Regions from separate parts of the Mus musculus genome. Here all the other regions are linked to region 4. The links are chromatin contacts, called in public Hi-C maps. All regions are on one chromosome and are shown on one strand. Each heading gives the region's core, a stretch centred on a gene start, on an enhancer-like site or on the middle of the called end of the contact. The rest is flanking DNA. Distances are from core to core; before and after follow the strand shown. Region 1 has its middle 38 kb from the start of n-TGccc3. Region 2 overlaps Gm42266 (a long non-coding RNA gene). Region 3 has its middle 58 kb from the start of n-TGccc3. Region 4 overlaps Bach2 (BTB and CNC homology, basic leucine zipper transcription factor 2).

Region 1 (3,980 bases), core at 473-2,972, 290 kb after region 4:
GATTGTTCCATTTTATTTTATTTTTTAAATAAAACTATTGGTATGGTTACTTCTATGGGTTTCCTGGCTTTTATTGCACTCTGATTATTATTATTTCCTCCCACTTATTTTTAGGCTTCATTTTTCTTTCTCTTATTCGTTTAGCTGAAATTTCAGATTGTTTATTTGGGCTTTCTCTGTCTTGAACGCAGGCCTGTGTTGGTGTAATCACTCCTTGTGGAGCATCTATCCTGCAGCTTCAAAGTCTACACTTCTGCTGTCATTCTCCTCAAGATATTCTCAAGTTTCCTTTCTGAGTTCTTCTCTATCAGTGGGTTGTTTGGGGGGGGCATGTTGTGTATTTTCTAAGGTTCTTTCCATTATTAATTCCTAGTTTCATACCCTTGTAGTCAGAAATAATACTAAGTCTAACTTTTATTTTCTTAAATATATTAACATTTGTTTTACAGCCTAACATAAAGCCTACACTAGAAATAGCTCTGTGCTCACTACTGGGGACTCGAAGTCTGCTGCTGAAAACAGAAAATTCTGTATATGTTCACCAGGTGCATTTTGTCCAAAGAGCTACAGCAGCTCACTCAACATTGTTCTCCTTGCTTTCTGTAAAGGTGGAAGGGCTACCTGCATGGCAGCTAGCATTCTCTTACGAATCCACACGTTTTGACTAAGTTCTTCATGTTAGGTTAGGTCTATAAACATACAGGCACTAAGAAAAGATTGTAAGTGTAAAATTTCTCAAGGATGAAAGCTAGAGACTGCAGGAGGTCCTGCCCACTGTTCCTAAGAGCACAGAAAGAAAAGGAAATGGATTTCAATACTGTTCTAAGAATGATCTGGTGGGGCCACGGGGAAGTCTTGAGCCAACACAACTCACTGGAAAAGTCATGTATCCCACAGCAATGAGTCAGCAATAAAAGCTCCTATTGTGTTCCATTATCAACTTGGAGAGTCTAGAGGCTGAGTGTGGTCTTAAAAACCTGTGCAGTGTGACTGTGGTAGGGTAACAGTTTCATCCCTCCACTGTGCTTCTAAGGAGACCTGAATGTATTAGTTGAATGTATCCCTTGACTATCCAGAACATACATTCCATGGATCTCTCATCCAATCACATATCCAGCTTTCAAACCTCACTTGCCTTCTCTTCTCATCTTTGTAAATCTGGATAGATCCTTTCTTCCTCTGATTGACCTCATGAGTGTTCGAGCAAATATGCCCTCAGATTTAATTTATTACAGACATCATTCCACTAATTTGTCTTCTTCCTCGTTGGTAGTCTCTCTCCTTTACAGTGCATACATGCTCAAAATTTCAACTTCAAAAACCAACATTAAAAAAACAAAAAACAAAAATCCCTGCCCATTTTGCTTTCTTTTCCCACACAGTATAAATGGAAGATCTTCCTTCTAATTTCCTACTCCTCACCAACTGCTCATGACAGTTCTATTCAACTTATTAACTTGGCAAATCCAGGATGGAATGCTTGGCCTCTGTGACACAAGCCTTCCTGAACACCCCCATCTTTAGACTCTCCTACCCTGAATGTTGGCATACTCCACCCCGAGTTTTCCTCTTCCCTTCACACAACTCCTTGGAAGGCTTCTCTGTCTCAGTCACTAAATGTCCTCTTCCTAGCACTTTTATCACTAATCTCTGTTCTACCACCCACATCAATCTCACACCCCAATCTCATGACCTACTGTACACCCATATCCTGGTGATATCACCCATGAAGTTTCCCCAGAGATCTGGACACTGTTCTCAGTCATTTCCTCTCTGTTGATGTCTGTGTTGGGCCAATCACATTTGAGGACTCTGTTCAACTGGTCCTTGGGACCAGTTTCATGTGGCTTTAGTCTGCATCCCTGTAGCCATTGCTTCTCCATGAACTTATAAAGGAGCAGAGTGATTGCCCCTCTGGCTCTGGATTCTAGTTCCTCTTCCTGTTGCAATGATACTATTTCTAAGCACACATGTAACCATGGAACTTCTTTGTTAAAAGGTCCTGAAATAAAAACAAAAAACAAAACAAAACAAAAACAAAAACACAGTTCTGTCTCCTGCTTATCAAACTTCCAAAGACGGGAAGAGTTTTAACTTCCAGTACTTTCTAACTTGCAATATGATTTTCCATCACACATTTAATGATAATGATGGGTCTACATATAAAGGACCTGATGATGACCAACAGATAAATATCTAGATGTTTTGCTAAAAGAAAAACCCTGAAATAGTCCCCCACTGAATACAACGTAAAAGACAATGACTTTGAAATGATAAAGTTTTAGGCTAATGTCTTTGGGACTTTCCTGTGGGCCCAAGCTCTAGTGACACAGACCATCAGAAATCCACACACTGTAACACGTGTATGTTTTCTGTTTCTGTGGCTTTGTGAGGGCCTTTTGCCCCACGAATGCCTTTTCTACCAGCCTTTTCCAACTGGGTGAGTCTCCTATACATCCTTTCGCTGTTCAGATGGGATTCATTCATTCAGTGATATCTTACTAGCCATCTCACCTCTGATGGAGCACCCCACCCTCACGTCACTACCCTAGGATAGTCAAGGGGTTTTTGTTTCCTATCTGTATCTGTTCATGGACTCTACCACACAATTCCAGAGTAGCAGCCTTCTCTTGTCCCTCTCTGAACAGCACGGACACAAAGTTGGCACTTAATGTTTACTTGCTGAAAGAATAAAAAATGAATGAGCCCAACCTCCCAACTTGAGTTTTACATGAGAAAATTTGTTTCTTAAAATCAGAACGGTCAGATCCGGCTGTAGCTCTCAGTAACAGTGGCTGTTATCTGGAATGTGCTAGGCTCTGGGACTCAATCCCCTGCTCTGAAACAAACAAACAGAGGGGATGCGGGTGGGATTCTCAAGGAGTAGCCAAAAACTATTATGCTGCCAACAGATATTACATGCGCGCACTGGTGGCAAGTTCAAGTAGTGACATCTGCAATTTCCACGTGCAAAGTGAGCACTTGGCCTTGCTGGAGAATGACTCCAGGACTCAACAGAGGCCTGCCACAAAGGCTGCTCAAGGGCTGTTATCCCCACACACACTTGCGCTCCCTCTTAGGACTTGCATAAACTAGAGTTCATGTTTCACACAGAGCTCTAACACAAATTGGAAACAGGAGCCCATTAAGTCAGGGAGAGGAAAGGCGAGCCTTTGATACACAAGAAACTTCACATGCATTTTACATTCAATGCTTTTAAAATCTGTTTACAGGACAAAGTACAAAAATTATCCTAAAAGTCATAGCTTATAAACTTGATATGCAAAACAGGAATTTAAAATTAGAAATGTCCATGGCCACTGAGTTGTAAAAGAGAAAAAAAAAGGAAAAGGAAAGAAAAAAATAAAATAGAGTTTCAGACTCTGGGATACACCTCACTGCTGATGAGTGACTGGCCAGCTGGCCCACTTTAATGCACTAGCAAACACAGCCACTGACTGGAAGTAAACTTCTCATTTGGGCCAACAGGATGAGAAACACTCTCTGCTTCTTGACATGACGGAAGATGTGCTTTTGTTCATAGTGGTACCTCGTGTGGCTGCCATCACAAAGATTAGTGAAATCGACCTTTTCCCAGTGTTAAAAGATAATTTTTGTTTTGTTTTGTTTTGAGACAGGGCTTATCTGTGTGGCTCTGGCTGTCCTAGAACTTACTCTGTAGTAAATTGTTGAGTAGTTCATTGATAGATACCAAATTTATCCTAGAGGGAACTAAATGGGAGGACTAATGACCTCGCTATAATCCCCACTTTTTTTTTTTTAGTTTAATCACAGCACTTTCTACCTCCCCCCCACACTTGGAATTATTTCACAATAGCATTATGGTTATATAGGAGATGTTCTTATTCTTCAGCCTTTAAGAATACTTAGCACATCTGCAACTTAGTATCAGACAGCGCCTTAAGTAAGCATTCTTCTGCAGCCGAAGTATCCATCTAAACCTTTGCATAACAGCATGA
Region 2 (3,884 bases), core at 1,154-3,653, 390 kb after region 4:
GTGAGATCCCCCCATCCACATTGGAATGTCAAAAGTATTGCCATTGTTTAGGGTAGGCAGCCATATTGTTAGGATTTCCTGGCTGCTTTTCTGCAGCCATCATATCCTGGTTCTCTGTCTTTCATCCTTACAGTCCAAAGTTCCTTACGATCTTTTCATCCCATCTCCCACAATGCTCTCTTATGTGTGGGAATTGTGCTGTAGATGCATCAACGGGAGTGGACCAGAGCATTCCTGTGTGGTTAGATGAACTTGAAGCTACAGTCAGGTTCCTCTCACTGTATCAGAGGTACACCACAGCACTTTCCAACTACCATTCCTATTAGTTTATGAACAGTCCACACCCTCAAAAGACCCAGTCTTCCTTATATCCGTGTGCATTGTGGTTTTGAACCACAATGAGGAATTTTCAAAAGAACTATGGAAAGAAATGCATTTAAAAGGAGATCCCAAAAAATAAAAAAATAATAATAATAAAAGGAGATTCCAATTGTTATAAGAGAGGCTTCATCCAGCAACTGACGGAAACAGTGGGCGCAGATGGATGCAGAGACCTACAGCCAAACATTAGTCTGAGCTTGGGGAATCCTACGGAAGAGGGGTCAAGGACACCATAGAAAAGTCCACAGAATCAACTAACCAGGGCTCATAGGGGCTCGTGGCGACTGAGGCAGCAGCTGGGGATCCTGATAGGTCTGACCTAGGTCTTCTGCATATATGTTATGTTGTGTAGCTTGGTGTTCTTGTGGGACTCCTAACAGTGGAAGTGGGGATGGCTGTCTCTGACTCTTTTGCCTGTTCATGAGACCGTTTTCCTCTTGCTGAGTTACCTTGTCCAACCTTCATAAGGGTTTGTGCCTAGTCTTGTTGTAACTTGCTATACCATGCTTGGTTGATATCCCTGAGATGCCCGTTCTTTTCTGAAAGGAAATGGAAGAATGGATCTGGGGCGTAGTGGGGATGGTGGGGAGGGATTGGGAGGAGGGAGCGAGGGGGAACTGCCATCGCGATGTAATATGTGAGAGAAGAATAGTTTAAAAAAAAAAAGGAGGTCTGGTCTAACATGATTTGGAAGGGAGTCACCTGATCTCATGAACATACCACCCACTTAATAAATATTCATTAAAATGGTTTTAAAACCCACAACACAGAACCCAAAGCACTTACTTAGTTCACCCTGACCATGGTAGTCTCTCTCTGGAGTATACTGTCCTTTCCTTAGCTATCTGTCTGGGCTGACTTCTTCATTCAATAACATAAGAAGCAAAAACCTTTGCTCGGTAACAACAGACCGACCCTTTTCCTGCTCCTTTTCCATTTCTTCCAACTTGTGCTTACGATGTATTATTAAGAATATCACCCAAAGCTTAGAGACAAGGCGAGATGTCTACAGGCCACTCAAGATTGCTCTCAAGTATTAGTTAGCAAGCTAACCTGAGATTCAGCTGAAGACCAGAGGAAGGAAACACCGACTTCCTAAATTTACTACCAAGGAAGCTGAGGTGCCGAGAGGTTAACACTCAAGTCGTGAACAGTGAGCAGTGGAGTTGACTTTAGAGGCCAGAGCCAAGTGCTTGCCGACCACTTTCCTGCACTCCTTCCCACTGACAGCGACCTTCATCACTGAACTTACCCATCAGCCAAGTGAGGAAGTTGGAAGGAATACCGTTACCCACTGCTAGCTGTAGCGCCTGCAGATAACGTTTTCTGTTAAAGGGAAGGGCAACTGTGTGACATCTCAGGGCGCACAGAAACCAATCCCAGGGGCCGCCCCAGTTCAATGAGGCTCATCCAGAATGCAGTGGCAGCTGACCTCAGGGAGAGTTTTGCTCTCACTGGAGACCTTGGTCTGCAAGACCTCAGGTGGACACTGCTTAATCCGTGGCTAGGTCTCCTGGGTTAACAAATGCTGTTTTCGGGAGATAATGGCTGAGTATTCTATTGACTTGCCTGTGCTCTTTCTCTTTGATAAGGGAGGAGGGCAAGTTCTGGGAGAGGTGTGGCTGAGGGGGTGGGGGAGGGGGAGGGGCCGGTCCATACACTGTAGCATTTGCGACAGGAGGGCTTAGCACTTCCTCCTGCAGCAACTTGACCTTCTGCAGCCCAGACAATGCTTGCTCGCTCCTTTAGATTTTTCTTTTTTTTTTTTTCTTGCTCATTTACCACAGCTGTTTGTTGTTTTCTTAAATGCTAAGCTTTTTATAGCTCTTCAGTTACTTATAAAAAGTATCAGTTATTCAGGCCATATGAGCACCATCTCAGTGCTGGTCTAATGAGCAGCCAGAACACTGAAGGCCTATTTCTGTCACTTCTATTTTTTCACGGCCTCCTGCCCCCTCTCCTGACTCTCACGACTTCCCTCTTTGGACTCGTGTGACTTCAGGATTTGGAATTCACTAAAGTGTTGGTCTTTGCTGTTTAGGAATAACTCGTCAGTGACTCACCTCTTAGTCTGTTTTTGGCTCTCCACTGTTAAATGGGGAATGGGGACCTCACCCTGCAAGCCACAGCTGCTTTCAGAGCTGTTGAGGGTCTCACACCTGCACGAGTGCACCTGTGTGCTCTAATGGTTGTCAAATTCCCACTAAGGATCTCACTAAACAAGTGATAACTTTCCAGTCCGCATCCTCTATGGAGAAGAGTGAGGGCTGGCCGCACGGCGAATCCTGGTAGGATCAGAGGAAGAAGCCTGGGAAAGGGTACAATCAAGAAAGGGGGGTTGTATATTTGAGGGAACTAGGCGATCTCTCTGGCTCTTGGGCGGGGTTTTTTTTCTTTTTTCTTTCTTTTTTTTTTTTTTTTTACAGTGATATCTGTGTGTTGTGCACACATTCTGTAACTGCTTCTTGTGATGAACATACATCTTTGGGGAAAATATTATGCACTTACTGGAAGATGACATCATTGTGAACAACATGGAGAGGACCCCTAGAAAAGCCAGAGTGTCCTGTAGGGACTCTGCCTAGCAACACCTGACCCACTATCTGGACTGAACATGATTAAGTCAGGGGTTTATTTTCAGGAAAAAAATATCCTCAGACTTGTTTTCTTGGTCCTGAAGGAGTTGAAGTGTCCCTTTAGAAAAGAGGACAAGTTACCTACTGTATATGTGGGATGCTATTGTAGAAATGAGTCCTCACTAACATGTTTTGAGATAGAAATCAGACCTTATTACAATTATTAGCACTGTCTCTGTCTGTCTGTCTGTCTGTCTGTCTCCGTGTGTGTGTGTGTGTGCAGCATTCTGCTGTTGTTATGTACGTATTTAGTTTTCCAATGCTCAGCATTAAGTTAGTTTGCAGTTATGTGTCTACAGAATGATGCCTAATATCTACTGAGCACACTCTACAGATCCCATTCATCTTTAACTCCACAAGCTCTGTGGTGGTGGTGGTGGTTGCTATCGTTTTAATTTTACGTGTGATGATGTTGAGACCCACAACGTTCCTACATGTAACAGAGGCAGGGTGTGAGTTCAGATTGACTGAGTCCAGCCAGCACTTAATTTTTTCACACTGTATTTCAAACACTGTCATATAGTTGCCTTGCCTGCTCTTTGAGACCTGGAACAAGGGAGCACCTGGAAGACATGGGCATCACGTTGAAACACCCACCACGGGGTGATAGTTCTGTGAATAAACGTGTAACAACACAAATAAAGTAAGAACTTGCTGAGACAGCATGTACGCTCAGGGGTAGCTAGGGTTTGTTGTTCTTTAAGCAGAGCATATCACATCTGGTTCTGGCAGCAGTTTTGAGATGCTTTACAGACATGTGTTCTGAGGTCTGCCTTCTGTGTGTGCATCACCTGAGCGAGAGGCCAGACCTGTCGGGGCTTCTCAAGGCCTTCAGTTCCACTTCATTCAGAAAGTCATGTTACTGAC
Region 3 (4,060 bases), core at 688-3,187, 270 kb after region 4:
TATTTCCTTAGACTCCCTCTATTTCCTGCCACTTTAGATACCTCACAGAATGGTTCCTTCTGGTTTTAACCAGATAAGTGCTGAGAGCTCGCTGTGACACCACTACTCTCGGTGAGCATGTTTTGTATTGCAAGAGCATCTAGCCATATCTATTGGGCTTGTAGCATGACAGAGCTTGAGAGAACAGAAATGTCTCCCAGAACAACCCCTCCAAACCACCGAATTACACCACAGTCCCTTCTTGCCAACTTTTCTGAATGAACCTGTTAGGAAATATCAAGATCTACCGTGTGTTCTGGCCACAAACCCTCTGACAAGGAAGAAGGCTATAGAGAAGGTTAAGTCCAGAGCAGAGCGCCATTGAGACAGAGACTGAAGGCTCTGAAAAAGGTGTGTGTTAGGGGCGTGGGGGTGTGGGGGTGTGTGGAATGATCACAGAATAAAGTGGAACACCCAACAAGGTCTTGCAGGGACAGCCAATGAGTCTGAATTTAAAAAGCAATTGGTCATGCATTAATACTTAATGGGCCTCATTACTGTTTAGACTAAATCAAAGCAATAGATATCTTCCTTAGTCAAATTTATTTATGCTAAGCACAAAATAATATTCCTTATAAATCTATGGAATTTTCATAAGTCTTAAATTCTTCCCAGGGAAATGTAGCTCCCTCTGTCAATTATCCATCTATCCACCCATCACAGGAACAAAAATTCAAGGAACTCCTTAAAGCATGCAAAGAAAAATTATGAAAAGACACACACCAGCCAGATACATTTCAGGAGTGGTTGCCATAGAAACTCGTCAGTAGGTTTCATTTTTAGAGTTGTGCCTTTTGATAAAATAGTAAGTTTCTTGGAGTATTACACACACACACACACACACACAAATAGCACAACTGCTGATGCCCAACTAAAATGCTTTACAACTACTTATTTAAACGAGTTCTCCTTTTAGGATGCCAATTATCTGTAAAGAAAACAATCCACCCTAATGAGCTGGCTGCCAAGGCTCACTCTTCCTCACTCCTAGGTATTTCATATTGAGTAGAAGCTGAAGTGCGGCTGGTGTAGGCATGAAGAGGTCAGGTACTTGTCAGGAACCTAAGAAAATAAGACCTGGTGTCGAGAGGCTCCTGACAGCTTTCAGCCACTGGTGCTAACATCTTCCAGGCTATCTGGACAACTGCTTGCTTGTTCAAAGGCTTTATTAGTTAGGTCTCCCTTTTCTATGACAAGGTGGCTCTCCATCACCTGTGAGAAATGATACTATGTTTCATCTTGGGGGAAGATACTGTAACACTGCCACTGTACAGAGCTCAGCCACTATCTCCTTTTCATTTGTATTAAACAACTGCTTGCTGTGGGTCTGAGTTCAGAAAGCACATACTGCACTTCCCGTTCTGAAAATTAAGGAAATTACACATTCTAACATAGAATCAGAACAGTAGTCACTAATTCAGACACTACTTTTCAAGTACAGGCAGCAGGTTAGTTATCACAATGCATTTTTTTTTCCTGATCAAAAGGCATCTGTGTTTGTAGATGAGGGCCAAAATAATCTTTGGATTACAATCAATAGACAATCATCGCATCTGACGTGTGCCAGGAGGGGCCTAACAATTGCTTAACCTGGCCTGTAAAGTATCTTTGAGTCATAAGCCTGGCAATCTCTGAAATGGGGGCTGCTGGGTTCCGTTTTCTATCAGCTGGGAACACCCTGGCTTCAGACCAAGAAGCCAGTCCTCTCTAAACAATAAAATCAGCAACCATCCTGACTTCCTAGACACACGAAGTAAATCACATTAGCAGCTGAGGAGAGGCGATGAACTTTCTGTTTGAAGGGCAACTAGCCAAGAAAACAAGGAAGGATCAACTGAAAATGTCACGGCAGAGCCTGAGCCAGGTGCTGGCTCTAGAATGACTGACAGGTCCCTGTGAAGAATCCAGGGAGCAGAGCTACCACTCTGAAGCAATACCGAGCTCCCTTTTCCCCTTAAAATGATACAAGTTTGTGTACACATATTTTAACAATTTCTGGCAAAGTGCACGTGTGTATCTATGGTTAGATATGACTAAGAAATTTTATCTGTATGACTAAGAGATGATGGTTATCTCTGGAAGGATCAAAGGTCGTGTTTGTTTTGATATTTTCCCTAGGCTCAGCACTGGCATTCATGATCTCTTACAGAAAGGAAGATAAGCGCACACACACACACACACACACACACACAGAGTTTTTTTTTTTTTTAAAAGGTCAACTATGGGATAAGAATTAGTCAAACAGTGGCACTAGGAAAACAATCAAAGCAGTCCCTGAGTGTCTGTGGGGACTCGTGAATGTCCAGTTCCAAGAAGGCTCAAACGCCTTATATAAAATGGCCCGACATCTGCATGTAACCCACAAATCCACCTGTGAACTTTAAATGCGCTGCAGAGTCCTCACAAGGCTAACATAATGTAAAAGCCACGTAAACAGCCATGCCATCCTGCCTAGGGAATGACAAGGAAAGCAGGGTCTGTGTATGCTCAGCACAGATCAGTTTTTCCCAAACATCTTCAAGTTCATTGTCTATATCAGGGGATGTGCAGCCCATCAGATACAAGCGGATGTGGCAGATCAAACCTCTATTTCATTCCTGGTGGGCAAAACAGTGACACAAACAGTACAGAAAAGGGAAAAAAAGAAAAAGAAACAGAGGAAGTATTTCCAAAATGCAACAGGAAATCTGAAAATAAGTATGAATGAATATTTTATACTGAGTTAAATATTTTTAAATTAATCTTATAGGTCACAAGTGTACATTAATTTTAAAAGTTCCTTATGTACTAATTATGGCTTAGGTCCAAATATAGTTTAATATAAGATATGTTGAAGTCAATCAAAGGATATTGTTTGGAGAATTCATTTCGCCTCACAAAAGAACCTGCAGTGGGTTGTAAAGCAATTCTACCCACAATGCCCTATGTTCCTCGTCTTAAAGAGGTAAACAAGTTGCACGAAGTTTTTTGAATTTTTAATTTTTAATTAACTTTATTACAAAAACTTGCAAATAAATATCACAGACCAAAAGGGACCAGAGCCAAGCTCTTTACATTCCCATGAACTTGGATACACTTAGGAAAGCATTCCGAAGCGGGAGAGCTTCGCGTTACATTTTACACTTTCACTAGGGACTAATTTCAATGCGAATTTTTAAAATATTTATGTGATAATTAACTTTTCAAGTGTTAAGAATACTTTGGTTGGCTTAGGACTAAATCCATACTGAATTAATATTTCTCTAACTACCTTGATATTTGATTGATTATATTAAGAAGAGAACACACAGACATTTGTTCCTTCTTTAGCCTCTCTATAATGTAGGAGATGCTTACAAGGCTCTTAAGCTAAAGAAGAGAAACCATAACTTCAAATATCCCAAAGTTTCATTACAGAGTGAGCAAGCACTGACTCCCGAAGACATGGTCTACGTTAGCCCCTCAGCAGGCAGACGCCCTCTTTGAGAAGTAGTCGGAATGATCGATCATCCACCACACTAGCTTTGCCTTGCAAGGTCTGTGCCCTTCTCTCCTGAATCACAGATATCTGCAGCCTAAAAGATGGAAGCCAAATGTCAGGACTGCCTTCTGCCAAACATACTTGAGAAGCCAGATGGCTAACCACTAAAATAATATACTATTTCCAAAGCCAAGAGTGTAATACATTTGAATCTTATCACTTCTCCATATAGAACTCCGTTTGGAACATTGAGACTTAACTAGATGAGCACACACTTCCCATATAATGTATATACGATAGGATAGTGTGTATACGATAACAATGAGATTACAACAGTGTATCATTTCAGCTACTGTTCTGTTGGGTTGGTGGCATTTAACACAGAAAAAAATGACCCAATCACTTCAGTAGCAACTTCTCCAAATAGCTGCATTTCCAATCGCCTCACTCAGGCAGGTGGGGGCAGTTTGGGAAAGGCAACCACAAACATTTATGCTAGCTTTGCTGTTAACAAGCAGGCTGGAGCCAGACTGTACCATAGCAATCTCCTCCTTCCCAAAG
Region 4 (3,840 bases), core at 855-3,354:
ACACCTCAAAAATGGTGGCCTACTCTTAGGGTTTGTATTTGCTAGCCTGTGCTATCTAGTTTGAGTAGTATTTCCCTGTTATAGGATGCCGTGGTTGTCAACTTGACATAAGGTTGAATTTCCTAGGAAAAGGGGACATTGATTAAAGAAATGCCTCATCAGTTCAGCCTGTAGGCAGGTTTGTGAAGAATGTTCTTGATTGATGTGAGAGGGTTCAGCCTCCTTGTGGGCGGTGCTACCCCTGGGGAGAAGGTTGCTGAACAAATCTCTGAACATGGTCTGCTTTAGTTTCTGTCCTGATTTCCCCTCATGAGGAACTTTAAGTTGTAAGGTTAAACATTTTTCCTCCCCAAGTTGTTTTTGGTCATGGTTTTAATCACAGCAATAGAAACTAACTGGAACATAGGGTAACTCCATTTAAACTTTTGATATATGTATATTTATATATTTTAAGGGACTTCCATGGCAGTAGCTGGCTTTTTCAAATCTGGTTATGCCTCTTAATTATTATTATTATTTTTTGGAATGTGTTGTGAGTGACTGTCTTCTATGTCAAGCAACTGCCCCATCTTGGGGCATTCAGCTGTGTTCCCCTGCAATATTTCATCTCAGCTAAGCTTGTTGGTGGTTTATGCCCCAGCATAGCAAGGCGATTCTTGCTGGAGTATGCAGCTACATCCAACTGCTTCCTCCCATCTGGGGACTCTGCATGTGGGTTAGGGGAGGGGTTAGTGTGTGTGTGTGTGTATCATTCAGAGATATAGTATATATGGAAATAGAAAGAGTATGTATATATAGTATATGTAGAAAGATTCTATATTCTCTATATCTCTGACTATACGTATATATACTTATTATGTATCAGTCAAGAAATACTAGATAGGGCTACAGGAAGCCCACACCACTGCTGGGTAAGGGTTATCAGGTACAGCTAGTTGGGGAAGGAGTCCCGTACCCTGTAAGTGACCTCTCACTTATACTCTGTAAGGAAGCTGTAAACTCATGGCTCTCTAGAGGGAGCTTTAGGTGGGTCACGTTTCCGTTGGTCATTAGGACTCTGAGAGGAGGACTACACAATGCTTTATGTCTCTCCCTGGGAGAGAGTTCTATCAACAGTATGGAACCACAAAAGATCCCGAAGAACCAAAGAAATCTACAAGAAAAATAAAGCAAGAAGCATTGTCTTACCCCCTTTACAAACATAACATAAACTGCATTAGCCCATAAGCAGCACTGTCATGGCATCACACAGAGCCAGACCAGGAGAATGGAACAGAGAGCCCAGAAATAAACCCATACATTTACAGACAGCTGATCTGACAAAGGTGCTAAAAACACACAGCAGAGAAAGAAAATCACTTCTGTAAGTGCTACTGGGAAAACTGTACGACTTCACAGCATGAAAACAGATCTGTGTCTCTCACCAGATACAAATATTCACTCAAAGTGTATGAAAGAAAGACTCAAACATGGGATCTCGAACTACAGAGAATGCATGGGAGTGTGCACAGAATTCCATTGTGTTGGTCTGGACTATGATGGTTTTGGATACTGGATATACTGCCTCATTTGGGGTATGAAGGAACAAAAGCAAAACTAGACCAAGGGGCATGTATCATAATAAAGACAGGTTCTACTTAGGGATTAAGGAATTACAAAGGAATTACAGAGTACAAAGAGATGTGGGAACATGTCTGCAAGTTCTACATTTACTAAGGACCAAATGTAAAAAATAGTAAGAGAGCAGCTATGACCCTTAACCTCAGCACTCCAGAAGCAGAGGCAGGCAGATAGATCTATGTGAATTTGAAACCAGCTTGGTCTACATAAGGAAGTCTACCTATGCTAGCCAGGGCTACATAGTGAGAGCCTGTCTCAAAAAATTATAAAAAACCCATCAGGATTGCTGTTATTAGAAGGGTGAAACTTAGTATGTGTTGGTGAGGCTGCAGAGAAAAGGAGCCATTGAGAATTCTCTAAAAAGTAAAAAATGAAACCCCACTGCTGGGTGTGTTTCCAAAGGAAATAAATACAGTATGTTTGTATCCCTGTACTTACTGCTGCAGCACAATGCTCAGTAGCTAATTCTCTATAATAGATAGAGGAAGTACAGGATATGCACACAGTAGAATACAATAGAGCATAAAACGCACAAACCCTGCTATTTGTAACTACATAGATGGTCACATGGGAAGTTGTACAAGTCAAATCAGCCAGGCACGGAGAGGCACGATTGCAGTAGTTCACTCACATGTACAGTCTAGCGTAGATTTCATAGGCACAGAAAAGAAAATGCGGATGGGATGGCTAGATGGCAGAAGAGATTGGAAGATGGTGGTCAAAGAACCCATAGCTATTAAATAAACAGTTCATCTGAGAGCCGCCGTACAGTGAGTAGTTAGTGACAATATGGAACATTCCTGAAAACTGACAAGAAAGCACACGTGTTATTATCACAGAATGATAACGAATGCATTTGTTAGTTAGCTTGATTCATCCATTCCACAGTGTGGCCATACTTCAAAACAGTATTTTATACATGAGACAGCCATACAAATTAATGTGCCCCTTAAAATCAGTAAGACTGAAGAGAGATTGGCTTATAAATTATAATCTAAGCCCAAGACAGGAAAGTCTGTTTGCACCAGAAAATTTCACAAGAGCCGACATCTAACTCTTCTTCCACACCCAGATGAATCCTGCCTTGCACACACAACTGTACTCGTCTTCTACGTGCAAGGCTTTGTCTAGGGAGTCACAGCCACAACTTGTGAAGCATCTCATGGGCCAGTCCTGTGCTGGCGTGTAAAGCAGCCATGATGGCTTCTACCTCGTACCCAGGAAACTGAGAGGCACGGAGGTAAAGGAACTTATCCAAGGTTGTACAATCTAGTGGGTAAGCAGGCAGGATGTAAACCCAGGACCCTTGACTTAGGGCTGAGAGTGACGGACAAGCACGTGGCTGTGACTGAAGCTTAGATGTGTAGAGGCCGTACAAAGTGTGTGAAATTAGTTACTGTTGTAAGAGTGTACGCAAGACAACCCCAGAAGTGCCATCTCGAGAGTATGTGAACAGCGGTCAGCTGAGAAATCCAGACACACACATGAGAAGAGACTGATGGTCTGCTGGTCCCCAGAACACATACACTGGGACACTAGGATGCAGTTCGTCTGTTTATGCTGTGGGTCTTGGGTACATTCATATGATGAGCACATTTAAACTGCCCCTGGAGAAACCCCAGGCAAAGGTCCAAAGGTACATACACACACACACACACACACACACACACACACACACACACACACAAAGTGCCCATTACACATTTTGGATAGTGCTAAACCCATCAATTACTGGATTGTCTACATACTGGATTAGCCTCCATGTATCCAAATCTGCCTACACAATCTGCCTATTTTGAGGAAGCACTGAAATCCACTCATTGTATCAGATGGCAACTCTCCAGGTAGCAAGGTGAAGCTGCCCATCATAAAGCTGTGACTACATCTACACTGGCATTTACTCTTTGTTCCTAAGGAGTAAGTCTCTGATAATGGGAAAAAATAAGGGTGGGAGGCAGCGAATCATTCTCCAATGACCCATAAAATTGTACTTAAAAAAAGGAATGCTCATCAAGTAGGATGAAGTGGTTAGAAATAGAAAACTAGTTCCTTTCCACTGCTGTTAACAAGCCCTGTGCCATCGCTGTGAAGGAAGTGGACGGATCTAGGTTAAAGCCCACTGGCCATTTAGGAATGTCCTAAGGGCATGATAAACAGTACTAAGCAACTCCATTGCTATGTGGCCCTGGAATACACAGCCCCGACTACGCAATGGTACTA

Evidence for each region. A called contact is a pair of places that touch in the nucleus more often than the background predicts.
Region 1: a contact with region 4 is called in a Hi-C map of bone marrow-derived macrophages, with 17 read pairs. The contact joins two enhancer-like sites. A contact is called at or near these places in 2 of 15 datasets of contacts at CTCF or cohesin (the NIH/3T3 cell line and stem cell-derived epiblast-like cells), 42 of 484 Hi-C or Micro-C datasets (the 63-12 cell line, B cells, the BV-2 cell line and 27 more), 28 of 115 datasets of contacts at active chromatin or transcription factors (the 230-238 cell line, CD8 T cells, DN3 thymocytes and 19 more) and 2 of 9 other capture datasets (bone marrow-derived macrophages and embryonic stem cells).
Region 2: a contact with region 4 is called in a Hi-C map of bone marrow-derived macrophages, with 18 read pairs. The contact joins two enhancer-like sites. A contact is called at or near these places in 55 of 484 Hi-C or Micro-C datasets (the 63-12 cell line, the AML12 cell line, B cells and 37 more), 14 of 115 datasets of contacts at active chromatin or transcription factors (the 230-238 cell line, CD8 T cells, bone marrow-derived dendritic cells and 7 more) and 1 of 9 other capture datasets (embryonic stem cells).
Region 3: a Hi-C map of bone marrow-derived macrophages shows a contact between it and region 4, with 20 read pairs. The contact joins two enhancer-like sites. A contact is called at or near these places in 2 of 15 datasets of contacts at CTCF or cohesin (the NIH/3T3 cell line and stem cell-derived epiblast-like cells), 7 of 484 Hi-C or Micro-C datasets (CD4 T cells, CD8 T cells, bone marrow-derived macrophages and 4 more) and 8 of 115 datasets of contacts at active chromatin or transcription factors (CD8 T cells, Th2 cells, double positive thymocytes and 5 more).

What each region holds. Positions count from the first base shown.
Region 1 is chr4:32,265,958-32,269,937 of GRCm38.p6, reverse strand. It overlaps a transcript of Bach2 not described here. Among named protein-coding and RNA genes, the nearest start is that of n-TGccc3, 38 kb to the right of the region's middle. Within about 2 kb of position 1,722, at least 12 of the 459 cell types and tissues checked have an H3K27ac peak or open chromatin away from gene starts, as enhancers often do. A contact at or near this core is called in bone marrow-derived macrophages, where this site is marked.
Region 2 is chr4:32,168,725-32,172,608 of GRCm38.p6, reverse strand. All of the region lies in intron 1 of Gm42266 (a long non-coding RNA gene), which reads left to right. Among named protein-coding and RNA genes, the nearest start is that of Gm52717, 9.8 kb to the right of the region's middle. Within about 2 kb of position 2,403, at least 69 of the 459 cell types and tissues checked have an H3K27ac peak or open chromatin away from gene starts, as enhancers often do. A contact at or near this core is called in B cells, bone marrow-derived macrophages and microglia, where this site is marked.
Region 3 is chr4:32,286,193-32,290,252 of GRCm38.p6, reverse strand. It overlaps a transcript of Bach2 not described here. Among named protein-coding and RNA genes, the nearest start is that of n-TGccc3, 58 kb to the right of the region's middle. Within about 2 kb of position 1,937, at least 83 of the 459 cell types and tissues checked have an H3K27ac peak or open chromatin away from gene starts, as enhancers often do. A contact at or near this core is called in bone marrow-derived macrophages, where this site is marked.
Region 4 is chr4:32,554,080-32,557,919 of GRCm38.p6, reverse strand. All of the region lies in intron 2 of Bach2 (BTB and CNC homology, basic leucine zipper transcription factor 2), which reads right to left. Among named protein-coding and RNA genes, the nearest start is that of Bach2os, 16 kb to the left of the region's middle. Within about 2 kb of position 2,104, at least 10 of the 459 cell types and tissues checked have an H3K27ac peak or open chromatin away from gene starts, as enhancers often do. A contact at or near this core is called in B cells, bone marrow-derived macrophages and microglia, where this site is marked.